Linked DNA regions of Neogale vison: region 2 is linked to region 1. Evidence: chromatin contacts called from public Hi-C data. All regions are on one chromosome and are shown on one strand. Each heading gives the region's core, a stretch centred on a gene start, on an enhancer-like site or on the middle of the called end of the contact. The rest is flanking DNA. Distances are from core to core; before and after follow the strand shown.

Region 1 (7,528 bases), core at 2,896-5,395:
ATGTCTGCTTCTCCCTCCCACTTCTCATGCTCTCTCTCTCTCTCTCATTCTCTCTCTCAAATAAATAAAATCTTAAAAAAAAAAAAAAGGAATCCAGTGTACTGATTTAAAAAATAGAGAAAGAGAAAGATTTTTTTGAAAATGGATTATAAATTGGCCTTGAATGCCATACTAAGGGACTTCGTTTTATTTGCCCAGGGCAAGGCATCAAGGCTGTTTTTGCAAGACAGTGATGGGAGATGAAGGAAAACTCAACCAGAAGTTCTTAACATGTTTTCTGCCATGAACCCATCCTTGCAATCTTATGAAGCCTGTGGATGCTTCTCAGAATGTGTTTTTAGGCGCAGAAAATAAAATATGTAGGATTACAAGGAACACCAACTATACTGAAATACAGCTATGAAAATATTAAACATGAGTTACATAGGAATACTTGTGTTTCTTAAAGGATTAAATAACAATGTAGCAGCAGCTCTAATAACCACCATAATTTTAAAGTAGTAATGATCACAAATGGTATTTCAACCTCTGCAACAGCTGTGACATGGTGTAAATATCCATACTCCCGCCGGTGGCCAAGTCACAGGGCCTGCCAGTACTGCTGGGCTCCAGTCCCAACATTTCAAATCCCAAAAAGTGCCAAATTTCAGTTAGAGGTTTATGAAAACCAAGAAGCACCTTTTCTCCCCCGTTCGTGTTTGCAGTTCGTCCTTGCCGCACTCCTGAACTCAAAGCTCTGTGGGGAGAGGCCGGTTAGCAGGCTGTTGAATAGGCAGGACAAGAAGCAAAAAGAGCCTGTGATGGGGGAAACCAAGGAACAGGAGGGAGAGACATTTGGAAATTTGACTCGGTTTCTCCCAACCCTCAGTGAGGGACTCCTCAAGGTGGAATCTGGGGGTAACATGCGTTCTCGCCGGACAGGATCAGGAAGTCATAAACCGTTAAAGGAGCATCAATTCTCGCAGCAGCTGATCAGGTTGTGTATAGTTTCATTCGCTGGTTCAACTAATATTTACTCCCCTCTGTGGCAGGGCAAGGAATGCAGCCAAACAGACCTGGTTCTTGCTTTCACGGAGCTTACTGTCTCTTGGAAGAAACACAATTAAGCAAAGCAGAGTCGATAAGCTATCACCAATGGGCTCAAAAGGAGGAAGACGGGGCGGGGGGGGGGGGGGCTTCTGCAGAGCCTGCTGGCAGGGAGTAGGGACCTGTCTTAGACCGTGGGGTCAGGGAAGACCTCTCCAAAGAAGTAACTCGTAAGATGAGACCAGAGCAATGGGTAGGACTTAGGTAAGGAATCAGGAAGAGAGCATGAAGGCCAGCCTCTGTTGGTGCTGGAGAGGGGCTAAATGAAACTCAGGGAAGGGGAGTAGAGAGAGCTTGGGGAAGGGGGCAAAAGGCAGAAGGGAGTTGGACCACAGGAAGTCTTTCAGCCATCCTAAGGACTTTTGGGGATTGAGTGTGCCTGGGGGGCACCACTGAAGATCTCTAAGTGGGGAGTGATAGAATCCAGTTTGTGGTTTTCAGAAATTCTCCTGACTGCTCTCAGAAGAGTGGGTTGTAGGGAGCAAAGCACCAAAACAGGGAGGGGAGGTGTGTCTGTGACTGAACCCCGGGAGAGATGCTGGCGGTGGGAGCTCCCACTGAGGCTGGGACAGAGAAGAATGGAGGGGAGGAGAGGCTGCAGTAAATCTCAGTGGGCGGTAGAATGAGCACAGTGAGTGACAGCTAGCGGTGGGAAGGAGGGAGGACAGAGGGCAGCTGTGCAGGAATCCCCAGCTTCAAACAGATCCAGAGAGGCGCCATTGGTGGGGATGGACAGTCTGGAGAAGGAGCAGACGGGGCAGGCAGGAATGTCTACAAATCAGAGATCTCCGTGGGCACATTCATCTGAGATGCAGGAGGCTAGGTGCTAAATCAACATCTACAGCGACAATTCTGAAGCTTAAAGATAGGTCCGGACTTTGGGTGACTTTTACTGAAGACCCCTAAGGATGCACTCAGTGTCAACCCCTTCGTCTCAGATCTTGGCACTGAGCTACAGGCAATAAGTCAGACCCTGTCAACCTCTACCATCCTGACTAAAGACTGCACTCTGATTCTCAGCCCCGCTGTCAACTCTGACTATTTCTTTGTTCTGCCCCTGATACCAGAACAGCAGCGGGACCAGGTGCCACTTTCCAGGCAGCTTAAGTCAGGCAGTTTCTCTAAAGGTGTTCAGAACATTGAACTTGCAGAGGTTTCTCTCGTGGGATTTCTGCAGGGGGAGCTTTGCATCTATAAAGATGCTAAACATCCTCACGCCTTCCAGTGAATTACTGTCTATTTATCACAGCCAATTTTATAGCAAATATGATTGGGATATCTACTGATGATTTCTTAGAACTGGAAGAAAATAACAGGACAGACCAAGGGAATTGCAACTAAACATGCTAACGACAGAGAAGGGCTGTAAATTTTAGAAAATTGTAAATTGTGGTCATGCAAAGAAGAGGTTTCACTGTACCCTGAAGATGTGACCCACAGCTAAATGGGGCCAAGATTAATCATGTCTTGGTCTTATACATAAGCCAAAGGAGCTTTTCTAAAGATCATGCCTATTAAAGCAGAGAAGACTTTTCCGGAGGTAATACCATAATGAGCTCCAGGCATTTAATGAGAGACAAGTGCTATTGTTAAAGGGGTAACCTTCAGCATCTAATCTGGAAACGAAGCGGGCCTGCTCGCTCTGCAAAATGAGACCCCAATCCAGTCCATGAGATGAAGAGGACACTCACATTTCTAGATGCTCGGGTGCAGGCAAAACTGAAATTTTCCAGATGAGGGAGAAAGGCGTTTATTTTTGTTTTTATAATTAGGAAAGGACATTACCTGTTAGGAGCAAAGCCCTGACTCCAGGCTGCAGGCCCAGGGGCTTCTAAAGGCAGTCAAATAAAAACAGCATTCAGGAACGAAACAGCCTAAGGAGCTTGATGGAGTTTCCCAAAAACCTCCGAGGAATAGACAGCATTCTGGAGAGAGGAGACTTGGCTTCCATCTCTGTCACAGCTGCTGTCTTCAATGAGGGAAACTGCCTGGCCAGAAAAATATCACCAGGGTGACCCCAGAAAAAGAGCCATCTCACCCTGTTCCCTTTTCTCCAGCCCCCAGAAGTCTCTCGTCTAAGCATTTATGTTGTGTCAGCTCTCACTTTGCTATGCACTAGAAAGTTCCAGGATGCAAGCCTGACCCTCCTTCCCCCAAACTGTCATGTGGACAGGATACTGCCTCACGTCCTGGCCCCCGCTGCCACGTCCTGCCCCACTTGCTGCCTCTGGCTTCCTCTCGCAATCCCAGGAGACAGAAAGCAGCAGGGGCAGGAAGGGAGCTAGCAGGGTCTCAGGGGTGGAAACCCTCTGGATGCCTGAACCCCAGCTGGTTTGCCCTGGGCCTGCCTTTCTGGATAGAAGCAAGGGCAATCTCCAGCTTCCCCCGAATGTCCCTTTCTTATACCTGCAGCAGCACAGAACAAGCCAGTTCATTGTGTTCTTGGATATAAATATTGATTCTAGGTGGTGTTAACATTCTGTTCATAAAAGAATGTAACACATTTCTCCCACACCATATTAGACTGATGTGTTGTTTGGCCAAGAGAAGTACAGATTGCTGGCTTCTGCGGGAAAATGTGGACATTTAAATGCATGCAGCTTGCGGACGTCTAGGGAACATTCTGGGAATAGCAACCAGGTCCCTTCCCGGGCTTCGGCTCTGCCTTCCTCCAGCCAGTCTCTCCTCTCCCTGCTCCATCGTTTGCAAATGTCACCAGCATTTCTAATCGCTTGCCGTATGGGAAGACGCTTTCTTAAAATTAGATCTTCTTTCCCAACGACCTGGAAACGTGGGCAGTTGCTCTCTTCAGGAAGCCCACAGGGGCAAGGCCAAACATCTTTAGCTTTCTTCCCTTGGGGGAAAGATCTGGGAGGTCCTGCTCTTCTGTTTTCTTTTCCCCCCTCCACGTGGGAGGGAAGGGCAAAGGCTTCAGACCAGAGGTGGTCCCTCCAAGCATTCCACCCGGGCTGAACCAAGCCCAAGACTCCAGTGTGCTGGCTGCCTTGGCAAGGCAAATTCCCCACATTCCACCAGTGCTCTTGAGGGGGAAACTGAACTAATGAGAAAGTGGAATTCTTGATGTGTATTCTCGCTCACTCGGTGCCAGCACGTCTCACACGGACAGATCTTCATCCAACATTTCATAAGAGAGTGGTAGAGCCCATTTCCAGATGTGTGGGAGAGCTGCCCGGGACAGGAGGCTGTTGGGAGAGCCAGCGCCCTCTGCTGCCCTGGCCGGGAAACACCACCACGGTGTGGAGAGACCCGGGGGCTCAAAAAAGCCTGCGGCTCTGTTCAAGCCCACAGCAGACCCACGCTGGTCCAAGGAGGGCCTGCAGCTCCTTGCTATTCAAACGCTGAGTCTGCAAGGAGCTGGCTTCCCTCCGTCTAGCTGGCTCTCTTTATGTTTTGTGCTTGTGAACAAGCCAGAAATGGAGAGCATTTATAATAAAACCCCAGCCTCCCACAGCATCCTCTGGTCCTGTGCCCGAGAAGGTGTGGATCGCTGGTGCTGCTCCTGCCCGTGAACCTGGCCAGCAGGCCCAGGCAAGGCAAGGCGAGGAGGGCAGCCTGCCCAGGGAGAGACCTCCCGCCCATCAGCAGCCCTCCGGCCACACCCTTGCCTAAGATTGCAGCTTCCAGAAGCCTTGCCGGCTCCAGAGGCTTGCAGCCGAGGGGAAGTTGCAACTGCTCCCACTCAGGCACACTGGCATCTCCAAGGGGCCTCCAGAGCTGGCACAGCCAAGAGCCTGGCTCCGTTTGCAAGCTGAGACCGAGCTGCCGCCCCCTCTGCTCACTGCCTGCCAAGACAGCGACGCAGCCGTGGGTCCCGGGCTGGCTCCAGGGTCGGGCTTGCTGCTGCAGGAGAGACAGAAGAGAGAGAACGGGAGACAGGGAGAGAGCAGTCCTGGTGAAAAATGCTGTGGACGTACTCAGGTGGGAGTGTGGGGACTCTGGTGAACTGAAAGCCTCCTTGGTCAACCTTGCAGTTTTGCAAAATAGCACAGAACAGTCCATTTTGAGTTGGGGGCGGGGAGCAAGGTTTTTAATTAATTTATTTATTTTACTTACTTATTTTATTTTGTTTTGCTTTGTTTTTTGGCAGACCGACCTCCTCCCTGCTGGGAGAAGAAACACCCAACCCCCTCGAGCCAACCCCTAACAACAACTCCCTTCTCTCTCTCTGGGACCAATTTCCAGACTGCACAGTGGTCCCGACAAGGTCAATGAGCCGAAGTTGTAAGCAGAAGATCTTTATCTATGTGGGAAATAGGAAAATCATTTGCCTGATAAAAGGAAATACGATAAATAGCCTCGAAATTCCTGGCTGCGTTCCCCCCCCACCCCCGGCCCCGGGGCCCCTCCTCCGCTGGAGAAATTGCGCGGGGCAGGAGTCCATGTGCTGCTCCAGCAGGTTTAAAAATAGCACACAGCACACAGCCCTCTCTTACCTTCCAGAAAGACTTCATTACCGGATCCTCAGCCCTGAGCCCGCAGAGCCGCTGCCGGCGCTCTCCTCTCCCCTTGCTGGGTTTTCCTTTGTTGAAAGCGGTCAGGCGGTTTTACTCCTGGGCCAGCTCCTGCTCAGCTCGTCTTGCTCGTGGCATGTCTGAAGCTCCAAGAAAGTCCATTGTATTTAATGGGGTGTTAACTCTGTTTATGCTCTGGGACTCGTGCGGTAACTCTACACTCCTGCAAGACAAGCAACTTGAACCTGAAGCTGGCCTCTCCCCCCACACCCACCCCTGTGGGCCCCAGTATCCAGGCCCTCTGGCCCTCGCCACCCGCCCTCCTCTGGCTCAGGTCGCTGAGGAAAGCCTGACCGTGGCTGAAGCAGGGAAACCTGGGGCTCAGAGCCACAGCTGCCACTTGCTGCTGGGACAGGAGGCGGGTCTCTTCATCTCTTAAGAGACTCGATTTTCTCCGCTGTAGAATGGAGGTTTAATTGGGCCCTGAATACCTCAGAAGGCTGTTGAGGTACAATAATGACATCATGGACAAACATTCGGGTGGGTTCTCCGAAGGCCTCTGTGCTGCGACTCCCAACCAGGCCACTTCTGTATCCCCTTGGAAGCCAGGTGACATCTCCTGACCCTCTCTCCACTAGAATCGGGGCAGGGGGCATCTGTACTGACCGTGAAGTCCATGGATCAGGCTGTGTCTTCACTATGTATCCTGCGGGATGTTCTAAATCCATGACTACTGCTCTGTTTACTGCTGGGTGTTCTCCCAGGAAGCAGCCTTCTCTTCTTGCCATTTACTTATTCACAGTGCCCGCCCTAAAAGGTACTTAACACAGAAAAGACTAGGTGTTCCCTTCTAGCTCTGGAGCTCGCAGTCTGGATCAAAATCGCCTAAGCCCAGGTAGTTTCTAATACGCTATGAAGTTCTGTGCGAACTATGTCTTGGGTTATCCCATCTGACCTACAACCTGGATTCTTAGGGACCTTCCAGAGTGTGCCCCATCCCCACCCACCCTGCTCATTCCACATCTGGAGCTCTGCCTGGCGTTCCCTCTCCGGGAGCCAGGTTGTCCCTCCTGGATCCACAGGTCGGGGATACGTCTTGCTCCCCTCCTCTTTGGAGTCCCTTGTCTCTGGTTCCAGCTCCCTCAGGCCTTCCCCATCTGGCATTCTGTGGAATCCTCAAACTCAATTTGTCCAAAATGATGTAGTCCCCCACACCCACAGTTTCTCTTGTGTCTGCCGGCTCAGGTGCGAGCGCCACTGCCCACTCAACGCTGGAGAACCTGAAATCCTTCTGCACGCTTCTCCCTAGATCCCAGCCTTCTTCCTGGCTCTGCCCTCACCTCCCTCATTCCCCGAACACCCCGGATTCCAGATTCCGCCATCCCCAAGCCAGGCCTTCGTAAGGCCCTCGGCATCAGCTCTCCCTTGGGCTCCAGCAATAGCTCTTGGATTTGCTTTTCTTTCATAACTAGTTCTGCAGTAGCTCCAACCTGGCCTTGGTATCTCTGGTGCCCCTTAGTCCTCTCCCTAGCACATCCATTTGTCCTGCTGCCACTCTAAGAGCAATCTTTCTAGAATGCAAATCTAACCTTGTAACTACCACTCTATTTAAATCACCGTTCTGGCAGTTGCTTTTGGCTTTATTTTCTTAGTTAAGCCTTCTGATAATTCCAGATGATAAGCATCATGTTCCCCACTTCGCAGTTGAAACTGAGATTTGCTAGCTTAAAGGCCTCAAGGCCACGTAGCTATTATGCCTTGTAAAACCAGGATTTGAACCCATGTCTGTCTTATACTGCAAACACCACGTTCAAAAGGGTGGCCAGCTGGGTGCTTGGCGCACGGCAGGTAGACCACAGTTTGCCCTTCGTTCCCCCTTTCACAAACTTCAGTCTCTTTAGCAAGGTACAAAGGGTCATTCCATCAGGCTGGCCAGTGTCTCCAAAAGTGTCTCCTGCCACGCACCATGT
Region 2 (7,528 bases), core at 1,913-4,412, 86 kb before region 1:
TTCTTTCCATATATTGAGGTGACAGGGTTAAGGGAAGGGGGAGGCCAGATGGGTTAAGGAGCAAAATAAACTGTTCTTTTATCAAAATAAATAAATAAAACATCCTCTCCCTTTTTCTGCATGTAGTTAAGTCCTACTCTTGAAGATTAGCTTGGGTAACCCACGAGGATGTATTTCAGGACTCCCCCTCCCAACCACCTCAAGTCTGAGTCAGCTACTCCCACCTACCCCACCCCAATTCTCAGACAGGTGGTGCTTCTACCCATAGGAATCTACTTACACCTGTGTCATAGATCACAGCACACTGTTAATTATCAGTTATCAACTATCTTCTACTCCTCAACTGTATACTGCTTGCAAGAAGGAACATCATTCTACATTACACTCAGGGCCTACCAAGCCTACCACTTAAAAGGCAATCAAAACATTTGTCAAATAAATATGAACTATCTATTCCTGGCCTGAAAGTTCCTAGAGTTTCTAGTTCTACAAGGAAAAACATCAGTGAAAGAATGTGCCTATAGACTTTCCAAGGAGCTCTAGTAATGAAAGGACTGTGGTGGTGGTGAGGACTAGGAATTACAGAGAAAACAGCAATGAGAAAGCAAAGCTCATCAAACACACCTGCTTCTTACAGTAAAACAGGGATTTGCAGCAGTGATACGGAACCCTGAACTCACTCTTGGCATGCCAGGGGCCACAGTCTGGTTCCTAAATTACTTAAACAACCCAACCAACAAAAGAGTATGATTTGGCAGGTTTCAACATAAACAGCTAGAGCCCAGCACCTGTTCCACTTAAACAGCACATCATTACAGTTAAAAACAACAACAAATCTCTCTCATGAAGCAAATGCTAATCTCATGATGCTTCACCATGGAGCAATTTAGAAGAGTTATTATATGAAATGTGCCAAAGCATGAATTTATGGCTGATGCTTATTTGGCAAATACGGTTGGCACGGTTAGATGTTGCAAAACATGTATGCAAATAAGCAAATAAAAGTTTTTAAGCTCTCAGACTTAAATATTTACATTACCATAAATGTACAAAGATAAATGTTTATATGAGTACACATATAATGCATTCCAGGAACACATTTTTTAATGTGATTGTCAGAAACAGTTATGAAGTGGCATTATTTCTTTATGGGCCTCAGGGCAGACTCTTAAAAATGAATTCTGACAGAATGTTAATGGGGTACAAACATTAGCAAGGAAGTTTCTCTGTACTGGGTAAAAGGAATACTCATAATACCATAACAGTTCAAAGCAATCTTATCTTTTCCTTTCGCCAAAATATTTTCTTCCCATCCTGGAACCCAGCCAAACATAAATAGCAGCCCCTAAAAGGGAGATAAAGGATAGAAAGGAGGACCACACATCACAAAGCCTCAAAGAAAATCATTTGACTTTTTTTTCCCACATAATATGATCAAGTTAGAGTCTCCAAAATAAAGACATGATAAAATACTTCCCCCTCTGACAGCTATGGAAAGATGTTTGTTTTTTCACATAGTTTTTGAGTTGGTCATAGCCAAAACTCACTAGGAATGGTATGAATTCTGCTTCCATTGTTAACTATTAATCTCTGGGCCAAAGCTATAACTCCCATCTTCAAAGCCACAAAAATGTACCATACCTGCCATTATAGCTTACTAAAAGAGTCACAGAAGAGAAGAAGTGACAGGCACTTCAGAAAGTAATTAAGGTAGTCAGTGAATTGAGCTATCTGGAAAAGCTCCGAGATTACAGGAGAGGCCATCATGCAACAACTATCCAAGACTTCTCATGGAAAGTTTTACCCCTGTGCATAATTCACGTTTTTCACTTTCACACTACAGGGAGAAATATGGGTTCTCCCACTACACACATTCCTACATTATTTCATTTATCAGGATAAAAAGACGCTGTGGCTGAACAAAAAATCAGTACACAGGCCCCAAAACAGAATCCTGGTGGCAAACACGATTCAGGTGAAAAGCTGTTGACATACATCATCCAATGACCTAAAAATAGCCTTTTATGTAAGTCTCCAAATACTTAATTCAACGCTTAATCTTACCACATTTAACAGAGGCAGAAGAAAAATGTATTAGGTTTTCTATAGCAAAGCCAATAAAGATGAAATCATAGTTTTCTTTTAACTCGTCACTATCCCCTCAACGCCAGCCTTGTAATAACTCCATTCCACAGCTCTCAAATTCCTAAACTTGGATCTTGGGCGGGGGGGGGGGGGGGGAACGGATGGCGAAAAAGTACCATTTAAAGGTGGGAAATCTCCTTCCTGTTGCTCTCAGCAGTCTTTAACATTGTCAAAGGTCGAAAAACGAAATCAAATTCTCAGACCGATGGTGCAGAGACAGCGAGGGGGAGGGATGGAGGTTCAGACTGCTAGTCCTCAACGCGGGAGGTAAGAAAAGTAGCAAGAACGGATGAGTCAAAGGGCAAAGGAGAAACAGACTGACCAACCGAACCACTGAAAATTCCCAAACAACCCAGCAAACCCGCACGTTAGGGGCCTCACAAACCGCAGGGCCAAAGGAGTGGGCAAAGAGCCCCCGGGTTTCGTCCCGGCGCGGCCGGCGAGCCTGCTCCGGATCCGCCCGGGTTTGGAACAGGCTGACCGTGTAGACTTAGCAAAGAGAGAGAGAAGCCCTTCCTGTCCCAGTCTCCCCGCATCCAGCTCTTTACAGGCTCCACTTTCCCCAGCAGCCTCCCAGCCGCGCCCGGGGGCGTCCCTCTTCTCCAGGTCCCAACTTTCCCTCCTCTGGGGGGCGCCGAGCTACTGGGGCCGCCGCCGCCGGCGCGGTAGGGGGCGGGGGCGGCGGCGGCTAGCCCCGGGGGCGGCGGGGCTCGGGGGCGGCCGCAGAGCCCGCGCCAGGCGGGACACACCGGCCGCCTGGGCCCCCGCGGCGGCGCCACTCGACCCCGAGCCGCCCCGCCCGGATTCCCCCGGGTCAGCGCCCTCGCTCCAGGACGACCGTCGTCCCCCAAATCGGCGCCGGAGAAGGGAACCAAGGGGACTCGGGGAGCCCTGCCCCCGTTACCTGAAAGGCGCACATGCCGCTGTGGTGACCACCATCGCCGGCCGTCCCGTCCCCTTCCTGGTAACCGCTGCCGCCTCCACCGAGCAACTGACACTGACTAACAAGTAACTAACTACTCGCCGCCGCCGAGTCTGCCGCGCGCTCCCGGCCGCCCGCCCGCCGCCCGCCCAGCCCACCAGCCTTCCAGCCTCCTCCCAGCCCAGCGCGCCACCCCTCTGCGCGCACACTCGCCGCCGCGCTCCCTAGGGGAGAGCACGCGCGCGCGCACGAGCCCTCGGCCGTCGGCCCCTCTCTCAGCCTCACTTCGGCCCCGCGGGAGGAGTCACCGTGACGCCCCTCCTCTCGCGTTCCTACCTCCAGAGGATGAGCCTATGAGGGCACCTGATTGGTGACGGGGGCGTGGCCAAAGGAAGAGGGCAGGACGAGCAGGACCTTGGTGCAAAGTGAAGGGAAATTTTGGTTCCATTAAGTTCCAGAGGAAAAGGGCAACAGAGTATTGGCCCTTTTGGTGCCGAAGTCCCTTGATCAGTCTGCCCTCGAATACAAAACATGTGTTTCCAAGGATTACAGTATATAGCAGTTACCGATTCCTTTCTGCAGGCCTTAGCAGTTTAAAAAACTACAGCTCCCAGAAACCTCCGCGAAAGTAAGACTCACCTTGCGTAATCACGTAGTCCTTCGCCGCATTTGAACAAAATAATCCCTTCGTTTTTCTGAAGGTGTGGGGAATAATATTCGATTTTTCTCCCCACCGGAACAATTTTAAATGCTACTGCGCTAAGAAAAGTTACCTATGAGGCGATGGTTAAGCGACTAGGTAAAGGGAAAGAAAATATGTCAAAATAAAGTGCTGCGGATGAATTTTTTTCCATGCTGTGAGGCGACGGAGTGAGAAGAGTGAAGGCGATTGAGAGGGGCTCAGGGAATTGTCCTCTGTGCAAGGGACTTTCTATAGGCCCCAGGCCCCTGCCTGCCCCTATCGTCAGCAGGTCAGTAAGCACGGCGAGTTTCGGGGTGGCCCCAGTGGAGGTGCCCTTCACCCCCTTGAGGATCATCTCTCTTTTGCTGTTGTTACTGGTTTGTCTCGGTTTGAGGCCGACTGAATGGGGGCGCTTCACTTCCGGTTGGGGGAAGGGAGGAAGGCAGTCCAAGGGGAGGGGGAAGACAGAACTCATTTCCTGTGGGGGTAGGGTGATGGTTTGGGGGTGTCCGACCCACTTCCAGAGCCGGCGAAGGCTTGAAAAGGTGGTACTTGGTGCCATTTGCATAGACGGTCTCCTGTTAAAGTTTTAGGATTGTGTTTTATGTGAAAAGTTAGGTTATTCCACAAAGTTGTGCTAATCACCAGCCTCCAGTCAGAATTTTTGAGTTTTATTTCCACGTGTAAGATGGAAAATTTCCTCCCCCCAGTTGTTTAATGCGTTCATCACAGTATTCGAAGACCCTCGTTAAAACTACTCCGCTCTACAAGACATACTTTATTGTGTAATTAATGGATTCTCTACCTCTGCTCCCCTACTCAAGTCCAACCTTATTTGAGTGAGGTATAGTGGTGTGTTCTGTCTTGGCATGCCACCCGAACTCTGTACGTGCTCTTTTAAGGAGGTGGTTTATTATAGGACTCAGTGTTTTGAGGCATTTTCACCTTATAAGAGTGGAAGTATCTACTGAAGTACTAAAATACTTGGTATTACCTTAACTGGTACGATTAGGGTCTTAAATTCTTAGACCTGTTGATTTGAGGCTACAGCTTTTGCCCTGTACCTGAAAACAACTTCCCCTAACCTTAAAAATTCTTACATGTAACTTTCATGTAGCACTTGTGAGAGTTGTGCGCTGGTATATTTTTCCCCTTTGTAATTTAATTAATTTCAGCACCGATTAAAAACTGGTATCTGCTGTTTGTGTTTTCAAACCATGGTGCAAGGGCCATGATACTAAGCTAGATTTTAAGCATGCAGGACATTTGGCTCACAGAGGACAAAAGGTGAATAAGACAGAACTTTTTATTTTTCCTATGGTCTCAATGCTTTATAAGAAACGATATGTAAAGTGGTAATAAATACTCAACAATTTAGATTTCTTGGCTTCTCTATTCAAGTATCACTGTGTGGGTGTGTGTGGGGGTGTGTGTGTGTACTGAAGGAATCAATCTGGAGCCTATGAGATCTCAACTTGAGTGATTTTAGAATACCAAGTGAACTGTAATGTCTTTAAAGGATTTTAAAAAGAATAAGGCCTGTGTATTTTTTCCTTTGGTATTTGTTACCTACTCTCTCCTCAGAATTTGCAGTTGTTTTAATTCTAGTTCTTTTTTTTTTTTTAAGATTTTATTTGTTTATTTGATAGAGAGATTACAAGTAGGCAGAGAGGCAGGCAGAGAGAGAGAGGGAAGCAGGCTCCCCGCTGAGCAGAGAGACCGATGCGGGACTTTATCCCAGGACACTGAGATCATGACCTGAGCCGAAGGCAGAGGCTTAACCCACTGAGCCACCCAGGCACCCTAATTCTAGTTCTTTTAAAAAGTTATTTCACTTAGAGTTTATTACAGAATGTTTTAAACCAAATACTACAATAAGGAAAAAATATGTGTTTTAGCCTTCTGTAACATTAAAAAAAAAAAACAAAACTAAGACCCTAAAATCAGTGAGTTACCTTTTGAAAGACTACAAAATTTCTGCAGTAACTGAAAAAGCAAGACCTGATAATGTCTATGTTATGATTAATTGAAGGTTCAGGACATGTAGACTGCTGCAAGCAAGTATTAATTAATTGATTAGAAAGAAAATGCTCACTATCATATTAATGTAATACAGAAGAAAATATGATATGATCACCCTGACAAATTAAACTATAGTATTAGGAATTACTGAAGTAAGCAAATATTGTGGAACTAAATGAAAAGATAGAGAGAATTTAGTTCAAATATTGATTGAGATACATAGTACTGCCTTTAGGAAACGAGAGATCAAAGGAGTTTTTTTCTATTGGGTCTTTATAATATTCTGGGGAAGAATTGCAGTATAACAGAAATAAGAAAAATTGCTGCAGCTGTGAAAGACTTGAGCAGCTTGAAGAACTGTCTGTTCTGAAGAAAGTAATATATACAGCACATATCTGAAAGAAGACGTTTTGTGATAAGTGGTAGTTATTCATTGGTTCCATCAAAGAAGAAATATTAGAAAAGCTTGTGAAAAACAGAGGAAAAAGTCTGTGAAACCTGCTTTTATTCTTTTTAAATCTTTAAAAGTGTCTCTTTAGGAAGGATTGCTATCTTCCAAAGACTTTCTTTTTCCTTCTGTGCTCTTTGTTGCAGCTTTTTTTATATGTTTTAATAGAAACATAGTATCAAAATTAGAAAAATAAAGACTTATGGAAGTGTACTCTGCTACTTCTTTGAGTTAATGATTTTGAGGTTTTCATTCCATTGCTTGCCATCTATAAGAAAGAAATTGTTGGTACTTTTAGGGTACTCAGATTAGATAGCCGTTTTTCTTTTCCAAAAACAGCCCCTGGATATATTGCTCACAAAAGTTTAAAACATTAAAATAATAGGTCAAAACTCTGGACTCCATTTCATTGAATCTCATTATCCACAGAGTCCTAGGTGTTGTATAAAGTGCAAAAGTGTCTTTTAATTTCTTTTGTCCACCTTTCATTGTAAAATCATGCTGATGTTTTACAACTATTGCTTTTTTTGTATATTTGTTTTGGTAGTTTGTTTTTACCCTGGGGTTGAGTGTTAAAGAGGGTACCCTAGCAACTTCATTTTTAAGCTTACTACTCTGCTATCTTTATCTCTATTTCTTTTTTTTTCTTTTAATATTTTATTTATTTATTTGACACAGAGAGATCACAAGTAGGCAGAGAGGCAGGCAGAGAGAGAGAGAGGCAGAAGCAGGCTCCCTGCCGAGCAGAAAGCCCAATGCAGGACTCCATCCCAGGACCCTGAGATCATGACCTGAGCCGAAGACAGAGGCTTAACCCACTGAGCCACCCAGGCTACAGAATACTCTCTGTTTCAGGAGTATTCTAATGAGAATACCCCTTACATGACCACATTATGTCAGCAGAAGTTTATTGAATGCTCACTGTGAGATGGACCCTGTTCTAGGGACTTGTGATGTATCAGTGAGTAATAACCAGTGACAAATAACCCTATTCTCATGGAATTTACTCTCTTAGTGTCCAAATGAAAAGTAGACTCTTGCTCCCTTGGTATGCCTAAATAAGATCTATCATATAATCATTGTTCATACTGGATTGAGAAGCAGCCCTAAACTTTATCTCTCTTTATCTTGATCTCTAAACCATTCTAAAACCAGTTTTGAATATTTCAGCCTGATTTTTCTCTAAACCATTAAATCCCCTCTGTTAAATATTTAGTCCTTTTCATCCATGCGTGCATCATAAACTTACCATTCTGGCCTCCTTTATATAGTAAAAGCAAATAAAAGTGATCAGTAGAGAAAGTAGAGG

What was found. Hi-C and Micro-C count contacts between places; a contact is called where the count stands out from the background.
Region 2: a Hi-C map of fibroblasts shows a contact between it and region 1, with 4 times the contacts expected there. The contact joins the promoter of PEAK1 here to the enhancer-like site in region 1. A contact is called at or near these places in 2 of 3 Hi-C or Micro-C datasets (fibroblasts and muscle).

The regions. Positions count from the first base shown.
Region 1 is chr13:117,881,903-117,889,430 of ASM_NN_V1, reverse strand. No RefSeq gene overlaps it. Among named protein-coding and RNA genes, the nearest start is that of HMG20A, 85 kb to the left of the region's middle. Within about 2 kb of position 4,145, the one cell type or tissue checked has open chromatin away from gene starts, as enhancers often do. A contact at or near this core is called in fibroblasts, where this site is marked.
Region 2 is chr13:117,966,623-117,974,150 of ASM_NN_V1, reverse strand. PEAK1 (inactive tyrosine-protein kinase PEAK1) reads right to left here and starts at 3,162. Exons shown (of 10, transcript XR_006381652.1): 1 at 3,050-3,162. It overlaps HMG20A (high mobility group protein 20A), which reads left to right and starts at 3,734. Exons shown (of 11, transcript XM_044232059.1): 1 at 3,734-4,038.